Regions from separate parts of the Mus musculus genome. Here all the other regions are linked to region 1. The links are chromatin contacts, called in public promoter capture Hi-C maps. All regions are on one chromosome and are shown on one strand. Each heading gives the region's core, a stretch centred on a gene start, on an enhancer-like site or on the middle of the called end of the contact. The rest is flanking DNA. Distances are from core to core; before and after follow the strand shown. Region 1 holds the start of Manf (mesencephalic astrocyte-derived neurotrophic factor). Region 2 holds the start of Pfkfb4 (6-phosphofructo-2-kinase/fructose-2,6-biphosphatase 4). Region 3 holds the start of Uqcrc1 (ubiquinol-cytochrome c reductase core protein 1).

The links. Promoter capture Hi-C pulls out the DNA fragments that hold promoters and counts their contacts. Capture Hi-C pulls out chosen DNA fragments and counts their contacts.
Region 2: a promoter capture Hi-C map of liver shows a contact between it and region 1, with 3 times the contacts expected there. The contact joins the promoter of Pfkfb4 here to the promoter of Manf in region 1. A contact is called at or near these places in 2 of 39 promoter capture datasets (liver and pre-B cells), 2 of 115 datasets of contacts at active chromatin or transcription factors (astrocytes and double positive thymocytes) and 2 of 9 other capture datasets (adipose tissue and liver).
Region 3: a promoter capture Hi-C map of erythroid cells shows a contact between it and region 1, with 4 times the contacts expected there. The contact joins the promoter of Uqcrc1 here to the promoter of Manf in region 1. A contact is called at or near these places in 2 of 39 promoter capture datasets (erythroid cells and liver) and 1 of 484 Hi-C or Micro-C datasets (B cells).

The regions. Positions count from the first base shown.
Region 1 is chr9:106,890,401-106,894,006 of GRCm38.p6, reverse strand. It overlaps Manf (mesencephalic astrocyte-derived neurotrophic factor), which reads left to right and starts at 2,069. Exons shown (of 4, transcript NM_029103.4): 1 at 2,069-2,193; 2 at 2,809-2,936. The coding sequence starts at 2,109. It overlaps Dock3 (dedicator of cyto-kinesis 3), which reads left to right. Exons shown (of 53, transcript NM_153413.2): 53 at 1-1,182.
Region 2 is chr9:108,989,966-108,993,571 of GRCm38.p6, reverse strand. Pfkfb4 (6-phosphofructo-2-kinase/fructose-2,6-biphosphatase 4) reads right to left here and starts at 1,670. Exons shown (of 14, transcript NM_173019.5): 1 at 1,460-1,670. The coding sequence starts at 1,556.
Region 3 is chr9:108,935,011-108,938,616 of GRCm38.p6, reverse strand. It overlaps Uqcrc1 (ubiquinol-cytochrome c reductase core protein 1), which reads right to left and starts at 1,969. Exons shown (of 13, transcript NM_025407.2): 1 at 1,830-1,969; 2 at 1,461-1,601. The coding sequence starts at 1,898.

The DNA.
Region 1 (3,606 bases), core at 820-3,319:
CCATCAGTGATGGCCATAAAACTGCCTTCTCCTTGATGAGCAGGTATGTTGCTCCCCTGTTCCCTTAACTAGTTGGCCTTCTGGCCTGCTATGGCCAAGTTCTGGCCCCAGCTGCTTATCCCTTCTCCACAATTCTTTCCAAACAGAAAAACCCATGGTCACAGTGTTTTTCTCTTAGAAACAAGTTTAATAGAACTGTCAGCAAATAACCTATAGGAAAAGAAAGAAGGCCCATTTCCGTTCACAGTATGTTGGGGCCCAGGTACCAACAGTGTAGGGCTTTCTGATACCCTCAGGATCATTCAGGCAGAGTGGAGACTGTTGAGGATGTAGGTAGGCCAATCCAATAGCCCCAGCACCAAGGGCACACACACCTGTTCCTGAGCCCAGACTCACTGGTAAGCTTGTTTCTGGACCGTCTGGGTTCACAGGTATGAGGGTCAAGTCTAGCTTGGGATGTGATTCTTAGGTAGGGCAGCTTTAGGTTTGTTTCCAGGCACGTCTGAACCTCAGTCCACGGAGGCAGCCAGTCATCACATGCAGACATCTCCTTTCTCCACTTGATGGCACAGGAGGTAGGGAGGGGAATGTAGGGTTAAGTTCCTTGACCTTGCTTTATGCAAAGTGAAATATATTTGTGTTACTTCTCTCCATTTTCCCCAACTGGATGAAATGGACCTATTCTGAATACTTTTTATTGAAAAACCAGCCAGTGTGAGGGAAATGGGAGGTCAGAGATCAGAATCCTTTGAAAAGATTGTGAAATACTGATTTTCATTGTTTAAAGCGTATTTGTAAATACCTATTTGAATGCTGTGTATTTGTACAGGAATTTGAGCAAAAAAATGTATAGAGTATGTCTAATTGGTAATAAGCCCTATAAATGTGTTTTTAACCTCTGGCATTCTGTGCTTATTTAAAACAAGAAAACTTCTAACCATTTCTTTTGTGTATTCATGTCTAAAGAAAAACTGACTTAAAATTATCTTACCTGTACCAGAAAAGTTAAAGAAAAAAATTTGTGCCAGTGTCCCAAGAGGCATTTTACTGTATATATTGTGGTAGCATGTTATAAATCCAACAAAAAATGTGACTTTTAGATGTAAATATCTGGCAACTGACTCCCCCACCTCCATCCCTTGACTGCTGTGATGTGAATTAAAGATGAATACCTGATATTGATCCACTGATTTCACTGAATGGGAGCATAAGTGCCCCTCTCAAACCCTTGTCGCCGGGCTCCAAGCCCTTTTAGCTCCAGATACTTTTCTGCACTTAGTCGGCCGCTCTCCATATTCCGCCTTCCAGGGCGAGTGGCCAAAGCCCTTGCACTTAGCATTAGGGCAGTCCAGGCGGTAATGTCTCCAGTTCCCATCCTCGTGTCTCCAAGAGTGGAGAACAAAACCTCCCAAGATCCCATGGCCTCCATTTGGAAGGTAGACCAACGCCTCTGCTCGCAGCCTTGCCGCGAGGTCCTCAGAGGCCCAGGACGGGAAACGACTAGGCAGGCCGAGACCTTTCGTTTAAGAGGTTCTGCCGTCTGACCCAGGTTAAAGCGGGGTCTGAGCAAGCCGGCGAATCAAAGTGGACGTTCCCCTTGATTGGCTCGGCAATCCACGTGGTAGTTCAAAACAAGGAACCGCTTCTGATCCATGCTCCCGCCGCCCATCCTACTGGCTATAGGGTGGCGCCAGAAATGCTGCTCTACGAGTCCGGGCGTCGGGAGGAGTGGGTGTGGAACCAAGACTCGGCATTCGGGTCGAGTCAATAGATTGAGAGGGTTCCGGGTAAGCAGCCAAAGCAGCTGCCCTAACCCAACATGGCGACCCGTGCACCTTCCCTCCGCACCCCTATGGACCGCCCAGGCTCAATCAGCAACCGACAACTGTCTAGGTCCCAGACAGCAGCAGCCAATGAGGGAGGGTAGCGTGGAGCCGCCGGTCTGGGCTCCTGGGCACGTGGACCAATGAGGATGCAGCATATGGGTGGGCGCGGGGATCGCACACCAATGGGAAGCTCAGGTTTCTGTTCCAGCCCACTAGGCGGAACACCGCGCCGGGTGCGGTTCATTCGCGCGGCGGCGGCGGTGGTGGAGACGGCTGAGGAGGATGTGGGCTACGCGCGGGCTGGCGGTAGCGCTGGCCCTGAGCGTGCTGCCTGACAGCCGGGCGCTGCGGCCAGGAGACTGTGAAGGTGCGGGGGACCGGATGGGGGCGGCCTGGCGGCGCTAAACCCAAGGAAAGCGAAAGGGTGGGAGCGACGGCCCGTCCCGGGGCTCCGCTGGAGAAAGGGCCTCACTTATTTCCCGGGCCTAGAGACGTTGACCCATTTAAGGGAACGCGTCGGTTCAGTAGCGTTAATAACTTGGCCGGAAGCCCACATCCCGGGAGTTTTTGTCTTCCCATCACTTTAGCGATTACAGGAAGGCATCCTGTGGGCCGCAACCGTCTCGGGGTTACTAAGCTGCACTTGGGGGTTCGATGTATTTGGAATGAGGAGCATTTTGATCATTTGCTTCAGCCTTCAATCTGTCCCTTATGAGGTCACAATGAGTTCCCTCAAGGACACGTGTCCACTCTAGACTTAAACTTGAAAAGAGCAGAGAGGGTTGTGTGTGGGTCACTTGGGTAATGTTCATTCCCAGCATGCAACTGGGTACAAGGACCCCAGCAACCTAAGGGCTCTGTGCACTTCTGAGTACCCGAGTTAAAAAAAAAAATTAATCCCTTCTAGCAAAACTGCTGACAGAGTTTTTTCCAGGGGAAATGGAGACTAATAATTACTTACCATCTCCTCCCTCTTTTCCAGTTTGTATTTCTTATCTGGGACGATTTTACCAGGACCTCAAAGACAGAGATGTCACATTTTCACCAGCCACTATTGAAGAAGAACTTATAAAGTTTTGCCGTGAAGCAAGAGGCAAAGAGAATCGGTTGGTAAGTAGCTGGTGACCCACCCAGCCTGTCCCTGGCTCTTGGGCACTGTCCACTTTGTGATGGGACTTGTATATATACTAATGTGAGGTTTAAGTGTTTTTATCCTCTATTTATTAAACATTGCTATAAGCTGAATATTGGTAAGACCAGGAGAGAAAATGACAGGCAACTGCAAGGCAGTGATGCCAGATGCCATGAAGGAAATAAGCTAGGAGAGTTGGTGGGTGGGAGCTGAGAGAGAAAGTAGTGGGTATCTACCTCTGAGGACAGGGAGTCAGTGAGGTGGAGTGAGCACAACTCAGGCAATGGGAGTGCCCAAAGACCAGAATGAATTTGGTGTGATTGGAACCAGAAGTAGTTGGCTAGGTGCCCCGAGATGGCCAGGGCCAAGTCAAGGTCAAGGACCCTGGCGGAGCATCAGCCTCTTGTAGCTTTAATTTCCATGGTAGTCTCTCATCGGAACTCTAACTCTGCAGCTGAGCATATATCAAGTGCCTCGGGCCTGGGACAGCTAGATCTGGGCAGACTAACAAACCGAAGCCTTGGCAAAGAGAGGTTTTCAAGGTGACCTAACAGTTGTCTGGAACTGGAGAGTTGGTTATGAATGTGTGCTGCTCTTGTGGAGGACCTGAGTTCAATTCCAGCATCCACAGCACCCTGCACTGCAGCT
Region 2 (3,606 bases), core at 421-2,920, 2.1 Mb before region 1:
TCAAGTATTTACTTGTTAGAGGCAAAAATGACAATGGTCTCATCCTAGGCTGAGGTCTAAGGGTTGGCTCCTTGTCCAAGATCACACAGCTGGTCCAGGATGTGGCTTGAGCGTTACTGTCCCCAAAGTCCAGGTCCCTGCCCTTCTGTAACGGGGGCAGCCACCCTCTGGTCTGGACGGCTGTCCTAATAGACTGGCAAGGAGCTTCTGATTAATTCTTCCTTTTGGAAGCTGGCCAGGCTAAATCCACAGCCCCTGAGGACTCAGAATGTGTCTGTCTGCACAGCTATGGCTCCACCAGTACCCATACTGTGGTCAGAGCCACCACCCACAGGAACACAGTCTGCTTCTGAACTACTGCCATTCTAGGAGGACCCAAGTCATGATCATATAACACACGCCTTCCCCACTCCCAACCCCTCTCATTATGGTAATGGTCAAAGTCGTGGCCTCAGGCTGGCCTTGGCCACAGAAGCGTAGAGGACCCTCCCCTCCCTTATCACACACAGCAGCCTTTAGGAATGCACGGAGACCCTGGCACATCACACAACAGCCTGATCTCCATTTCCATATCTGCGCCACCAGTTGTACGAGATGTTCTCTGAGGTCTTTGCCAAGCTGCAAATTCATTACAATATTTGAGTTACTTATAAAACAATTTTTTTCTTTTCCCTGTCAATAAAAAATTACAGACTCGTTCAAGAACAAACAGAAAAGCCAAGGAAGTAGATGAGAACACTCAGGATCCCAGAAGAGGTAAGTCACTTCGCAATTCACAAATTCCAGCATAGTTCTTTGATGTTTGACTCTCCTGTGCAGTTATTTAACAGTGAACTCAAGTGGGTGCTTCCACATCCAGGGGCACAGATATAGGTCCATATGGTGTGCCGTTCCCACTGTCCAAATCTTGACAACTGTACTCCCCCAAAGTTCCTCTAAAACTTTGGCATTAAAACCAAGGGGTACCTGAGGACTACTAACTAGCCCATGGCTAGGCTTTCAAAAGTTCTCAGCTCAAAGAAGCCAACTGCCTTGTCTGGAGCTACACAACTCAGTTTCCAGCCAGACTTCCCGCTAGCCCACTCTGTGGCCAGGAGAGAGTAAAGAGCCACGGCCACAAACGAAGTCCTCTTCTATACACAGGCACTGGAAACAGCTCGGGTCGGTGCCTATCCACTGGGTCAGACCCAGTCTCCAACAGACTGAGATGTCCCCTCACATCTGTCCCCACTCCTGCTTCACCACACTTCTGCGGGCCACTGTCACGGTACCACGGTCACTCCCGCTCACCTGTTCTCAGCCTCTCACCTGTCCCCGACTCCGCCCACCAGTTACAATAGCCTCACCGGTGCCTGCTTCTCTACCAGTCTCCTGCCTTTTCACTCGAGACCCTCGTCTAGGCCGTCTACCCACCCATCAGGGTTCACCTTCTCTCTCTCCTTTAGGACCCCGGTCTTACCACCACGCTGGCTGGCGTGCAGAGCGGGCCTGCCATTGCTGTACGGCATCCAGATCTTCTTCAGGGGATTCTGGGTCAGTTCCCGTGGAGACGCCATCCCTGGGCTGGGATGAATCGGACTGCGCTGCTACTCACCCAGCAACCGGGCCACCTCGGGCCACCCGAGGTCCCGCCCCTCCGGCCCCGCCCACCCTCTAGCGGCTCCAACTCTTGTCAATCTTCTCGCAGGCCCGCCCCAGAACTAATAGGCTCCACCCAAACTAAAGAGGCACTGGCCTACGACTACGCATGCCCAATTTTACTATAGCTTCTTTTGGACTAAGCACGCCCCATCCGTCAAACCAGAGTTGATAACGCGCATGCTCAATACTAGCTACCTTTGACACCCGGATTATGCAGACCCCGCCCCGGATGTGAAGTTTACTGTACTCAACCAGATTGTTCTTATATGCATAGGCCCCACTCATGGTCCCGCCCAGGGTGCTGCAGCCCTGCCCCAAAGCTTGTGTGGCCTCTTACTCCCTTGAGAAATGTGACCTCACAGTCGCCTACTGAGAAGGGTACGGAGAAGCTGAGCAGGCCTGCGTGATCCTCAGAGCCGGATAGTCTGGACCAGCGTGGCACTTGTCCCTGAATGGCTCTAATGACTGACTTGCTGCCCTGGAAGTCAACCACCGCTGCGCCCTCCTGGACCTTCTTCGTTCCTCCTCGGTTGCTTTTAGCCTTGAAACTTCCCGGGTCCACAAGAACAACTTGTTCAACCACACAGAAAAAGTTCCCTTCTCTTAGGGACATAAACACAGAATACATCTCAAAATCGACCATGTTTTGGCCTGGCTGCTGGGGAATTTAGGCTAAATCTCTGAAATATATGAACAAGCTGTTTGGGGTCTCACTAAGCAGTATTCTGATTTTCTTCCCAGGATTTATATTTTACCAATTATAATTTTATTGCTGTTTGGTTTTTCTTTCTTTTGGGGGGGAGAAGAAGGGCTGGTTTCATGTTGCCAGGCTGTCCTGGAACTTAATGTGTAGCTGAGGATAACCTTGAACTTCTGCTCATCTTGCTTTCACCTTCCAAGCTCCAGTGTTTCCACAGAGTTTATGCAGGGAATCGAACCTAGAGAACCTAAGGCTTTGTGTATGCTAAGTAAGCTAACCCCAGCCCCAATTAGTGTTTTAATAATGAATTTTTTTTTTAACGAGCTTCTGTCTCTTCATCAGGAAAATGAGATGCAGACGTCATCAATTTTACAAGACTGTGGTACAGATTAAATGTGTCAGCCTCAGAAATCTGTTTAAAAACATGTGGGCGTTCTCATTCATTATATTACCTCCCTCTCTGCCTTTGAAAATGTACTGGGACAAGGGCCCAGGGCCAGGGCTGGCAGCTCAGGCTTAAGGGCTAAAGTGGTACCATATGAACGAATTCTCCAGCTGGGCGACCCCCAGTGAACATGACCCCTTAGAGGCCAGTGAGGGGTGGTGTTCGGAAGTCACTCTTCTGCGTTTGACCCCCACCAGTCTCCAGAAAGCTCAGGCCTCTTCTTTCTGCTCAGCCCCGCCTCTCCAAACTGTATATTTTCTGTGCAGGCCCCAGCAACAGGGTTTGAATCTCGATCTCACTACCCTCTAGTGATGCCCTCCACCAAACCCCTGGCAGGTTTCCTGCCTCACATATGCCCAGCCAGAAGCTAGGGACATGAAAAACAAGGCTGACCCCGTTCACAATTGGCCCACATCCCTTCCTTTCACGTCTCTGCTTTGGGTCAGTTCATCAAGTCTCAAACCAACTCTCCAGAGTTTGGCATAGACAGAAGGACTGTGACCAAGATATCTTAACCACTGCACCAGGAAATAAAATTCAGAAGCCCATTTGGGGCCTCCCTGGTACCAGCTCTGGCCGGCTATTTTGGGAACTACCCTGCTCTGGGCAGAGATTCATTTCCTCTTACCTCCTTGCCAGTTGCAGAATCCTCCCTCCATTCCCAGAGGGAAATGAGCAGCTTGGAGCACACCCACAGGGTTCCTCTTGTGAACTCCTTTTCTGAAGCTACTCCTTCTGTCCCTGCCTATGTCCTGGCCATGGCCTAGGTCATCTTGGGACCACAGTCAGCCATAGAAACCTCATGGTCAGTCCTCATAAG
Region 3 (3,606 bases), core at 720-3,219, 2.0 Mb before region 1:
AGGTGGTTAGAAGTTGCCCAATAAAGGTGCTGGGAACTGAAATCTGGTCCTGTGCAAGAGCGGCCAGCCCTCCTAACCAAAGAGCATCCAATTCACTGTAATCTTCAAAGGTACTCTTTGTCTTCCTTCAGTGCTATAAAGCTCATGGCTTTCCACTCAGTAGGCAAAGGCTCCACCCAAGTTACATTTCCCAGTCTTTCAGAGGCATTTCTTTCGTGTGTGCAAGTGCCACACATACATGCGTGTGCACACTCCACCACACAAATATCTGCGGAGGGCAGAGGAAACTGGGTGCTTTTTCTGATTACTCTAAATCTTTTGTTTTTTGTTTTAAGAATCCTTACTTCTGAGCTAGGCATTGGAGGCTCATGCCTTTCTTCCCAGCACTTGGGGAGCAGAGGCAGATGGATCTCCGAGTTCGAGGCCTGCCTGCTCTACAGAGTGAGCTCCAGGACAGCCAGGACGACACAGAGAAACCCTATCTTAAAAAAGAAAAAAAAAAAAAAAAAAAAGGAGAAAAAAAATTTTTATTTTTACGTATGTGTACGTGGGATGGTGAGACTGTGTAGGGTTAGGAACCGCTCTTCCACAGGACCCAGGTTCAATTCCCAGCACCCTCACGGTGGCTCACAACCACCTGTAACTCCAGTTCTGTTTTTTTTTTTTTAGATTTGTTTATTTATTTATTTATTTATTATATGTAAGTACACTGTAGCTGTCTTCAGACGCACCAGAAGAGGGCATCAGATCTCATTACGGGTGGTTGTGAGCCACCATGTGGTTGCTGGGATTTGAACTCCGGACCTTCGGAAGAGCAGTCGGGTGCTCTTACCCACTGAGCCATCTCACCAGCCCTCTGGGGGTTCTAATATCCTTTTCCAACCTCCAAGGGCATTATGTACAGACATGGTGCACATACACACATGTAAGCCACTCGTGTAGGTAAAAGTAAGACCGGCTTAGACACACTAGTCTCCACCCCTCAGAGTATTGGTGTTAGACCTAAATCACAACACTGAGGACTCCAAATTCAGATACCCATGTTTGAGTACCAAGCTCTTTACCCACTGGGCCATCTTCCCCGTCCTTCAGAGGCATTTCTTGAAGTGTATTCCTGGCTACGTCTACAAATTACATAGCCTAGGTGGTGAGTCTAACAGACCTGGATGTCTTTCTGTAAATAACCTAAAGTCTGTGAAATCTCATTCTTTTTCGTGGCAAGAGAATAATCTCTTCTCTCGGGGAGGTAGAACGAAAAGCTGGAGGAGAGAATTCGGCCCCGTCTTTGGCAAGCACCATAATGTTGGCTGCCGGGTTAAGGCAGGGTTGAAGTCAGGTACAGGGATAAGCCCCGGCAGTAAGCCAGTCTCCACCCAAAACATGTAAGACTGGAGCCCAAGGTCACATCCCAACCTGGGACAACACGGCGGGCCTCACCTAGAGGACTGGCGCACACTTACCGTGCAGGTAGCATGCGAGGACTGCTCCGAGGCCACACGCAGCCCGTTGTCCAAGATGCTGACCTGGGTCTCCGGCACGCTCTGGAGGGCCTGGGCGAAGGTTGCGGTACCCCGCAAGGCAGGTAACCTCAGCAGGGCCGGCTAAAGGGAGAAGGCGACCATTGCAAGAACTGCTCGCCAAGCCTCTGGGACCTCGGCTCTCAAACCCAAGCCAGAGCAGATAACCATCCCCGCCCTCCGCCATGACCTTCCCACGGCCCTGACCCCCGCGACCTCCCCACTCCGACCCGCCACTGCTGAGACAGCCTGCTCCTCATCTGTGTACGAAAGCCCTGGGCCCTGCAGCCCAACGTCTCACTGCCACCTCACCGAGCGGCGGGTGCGAAGTAGCACTTGCGTCCCGGAGCAGGCCGCTCGGCAGACTGCGGACGCCGCCATCTTCTAACTTCCGTCAGTGTAGAGCCGCGCTGCGCATGCGCAGAGCGGAGTCTGAGGCGCAAGCGCTGTAAGGAAGACTTGGTGCTCAGTCGCCCCCTGTTGGGCAGCAAGTACGTTAGCAAGAATTGATCGCATGTAGTCATTTGGTCCGTGTGCCTCTAGGATCTTCGGGACATTTATCAACCTGCGAGGGAGGGGCCCTTCATCTGGTCCCATCTGAGACAGGTTCTATTCATCACCTTCTTCCACCTGAGGGAGGCGGTATGCAACTGTGGGAGATGCATTGTACGCCAGCAGCAGCTCTGAAACCTGGAGGGCAGTGGCTAGGCACAATTGAGCCCAAGGGCTAAAGCACTTGCCTGTCTGTGCAAGAAGGTGTCCACTAAAGTTAGTTTAAAAGAATAAAATATGCTTAAATGGTTGACTTGAAAGACGTTTAATAATATATTGCCAAATATATAGCACTTGGGAAATGGAGACACAGAAGAATCAGGAGTTCAAGGACATCCTCCTCTCTTGTGTAAGGAGTTCAAAACTACCCTGGGTTGTGTAAGACAGTGTCTCCAAAACGTAAGAAAAAAAACGTGTGTATGAAAAGAGGAACAATGTAGAGGTAATTTGTGGAATAGGGCTCCTTGTTTGGAATAAAATAACTAAGCAAAAAAGTTTTTTCTATTTTGTGATTATTTCAAAACTTTTTGTTTACTTTTTTTCTTAATTTTTTATTATTTAAATGCATTTTATACATCAAACATATTAATAATGTTGAGTACTTTGAGAATCAAATAATCCATAAATTTTTTTCAACTTTTATATTCATATCCTTTCATACCCTAAAATATCATTAATGAATATTTAATACTATCCATAACTGAGGATCCTATATCTAATGTTGAATACTAAATTGTTTCAAAACATGCAAAATATTCTTTGGGAGTTAAGCATAGTAAAAGAGCATAAAATATTAAAAATTAATCATTAAGAAATATATTCATGAGTTCGAGGCCAGCCTGGTCTACAAAGTGAGTTCCAGGACAGCCAGGGCTACACAGAGAAACCCTGTTTCAACAAAACAAAACAATAAAAAATGAGTTACAGGGACAAAGTTTGGAGTAGAGACTAAAGGAATGACCATCCAGAGACTGCCCCACCTGGGGATCCATCCCATAAACAACCACCAAACCCAGACACGATTGCGGATGCCAACAAGAGCTTGCTGGCAGGAGCCTGATAACGCTGTCTCCTGAAAGGCTCTCCCAGTGCTTGACAAATACAGAAGTGGATGCTCACAGCCATCTATTGGATGCGAAGCACAGGGTCCCCAATGAAGGAGCTGGAGAAAGGACCCAAGGAGCTGAAGGGGTTTGCAGCCCCATAGGAGAAACAATTATATGAACTAGCCAGTACTCCCCAGAGCTTCCTGGGACTAAATCACCAATCAAAGAAACCACATGGTGGGACTCATGGCTCTAGCTGCATATATAGCAGAGAATGGCCTAGTCGGACATCAATGGGAGGAGAGGCCCTTGGTCCTGTGACGGTTCTATGCCCCAGTATAGGGGAATGCCAGGGCCAGGAAGCAGGAGTGGGTGGGTTGAGAAGCAGGGGGAGCGGGGAGTGGATAGGGGGTTTTCAGACGGGAAACTAGGAAAGGGTATAATATTTGAAGTGTAAATAAAGAAAATATCTAATAAAAATAAAAACATAT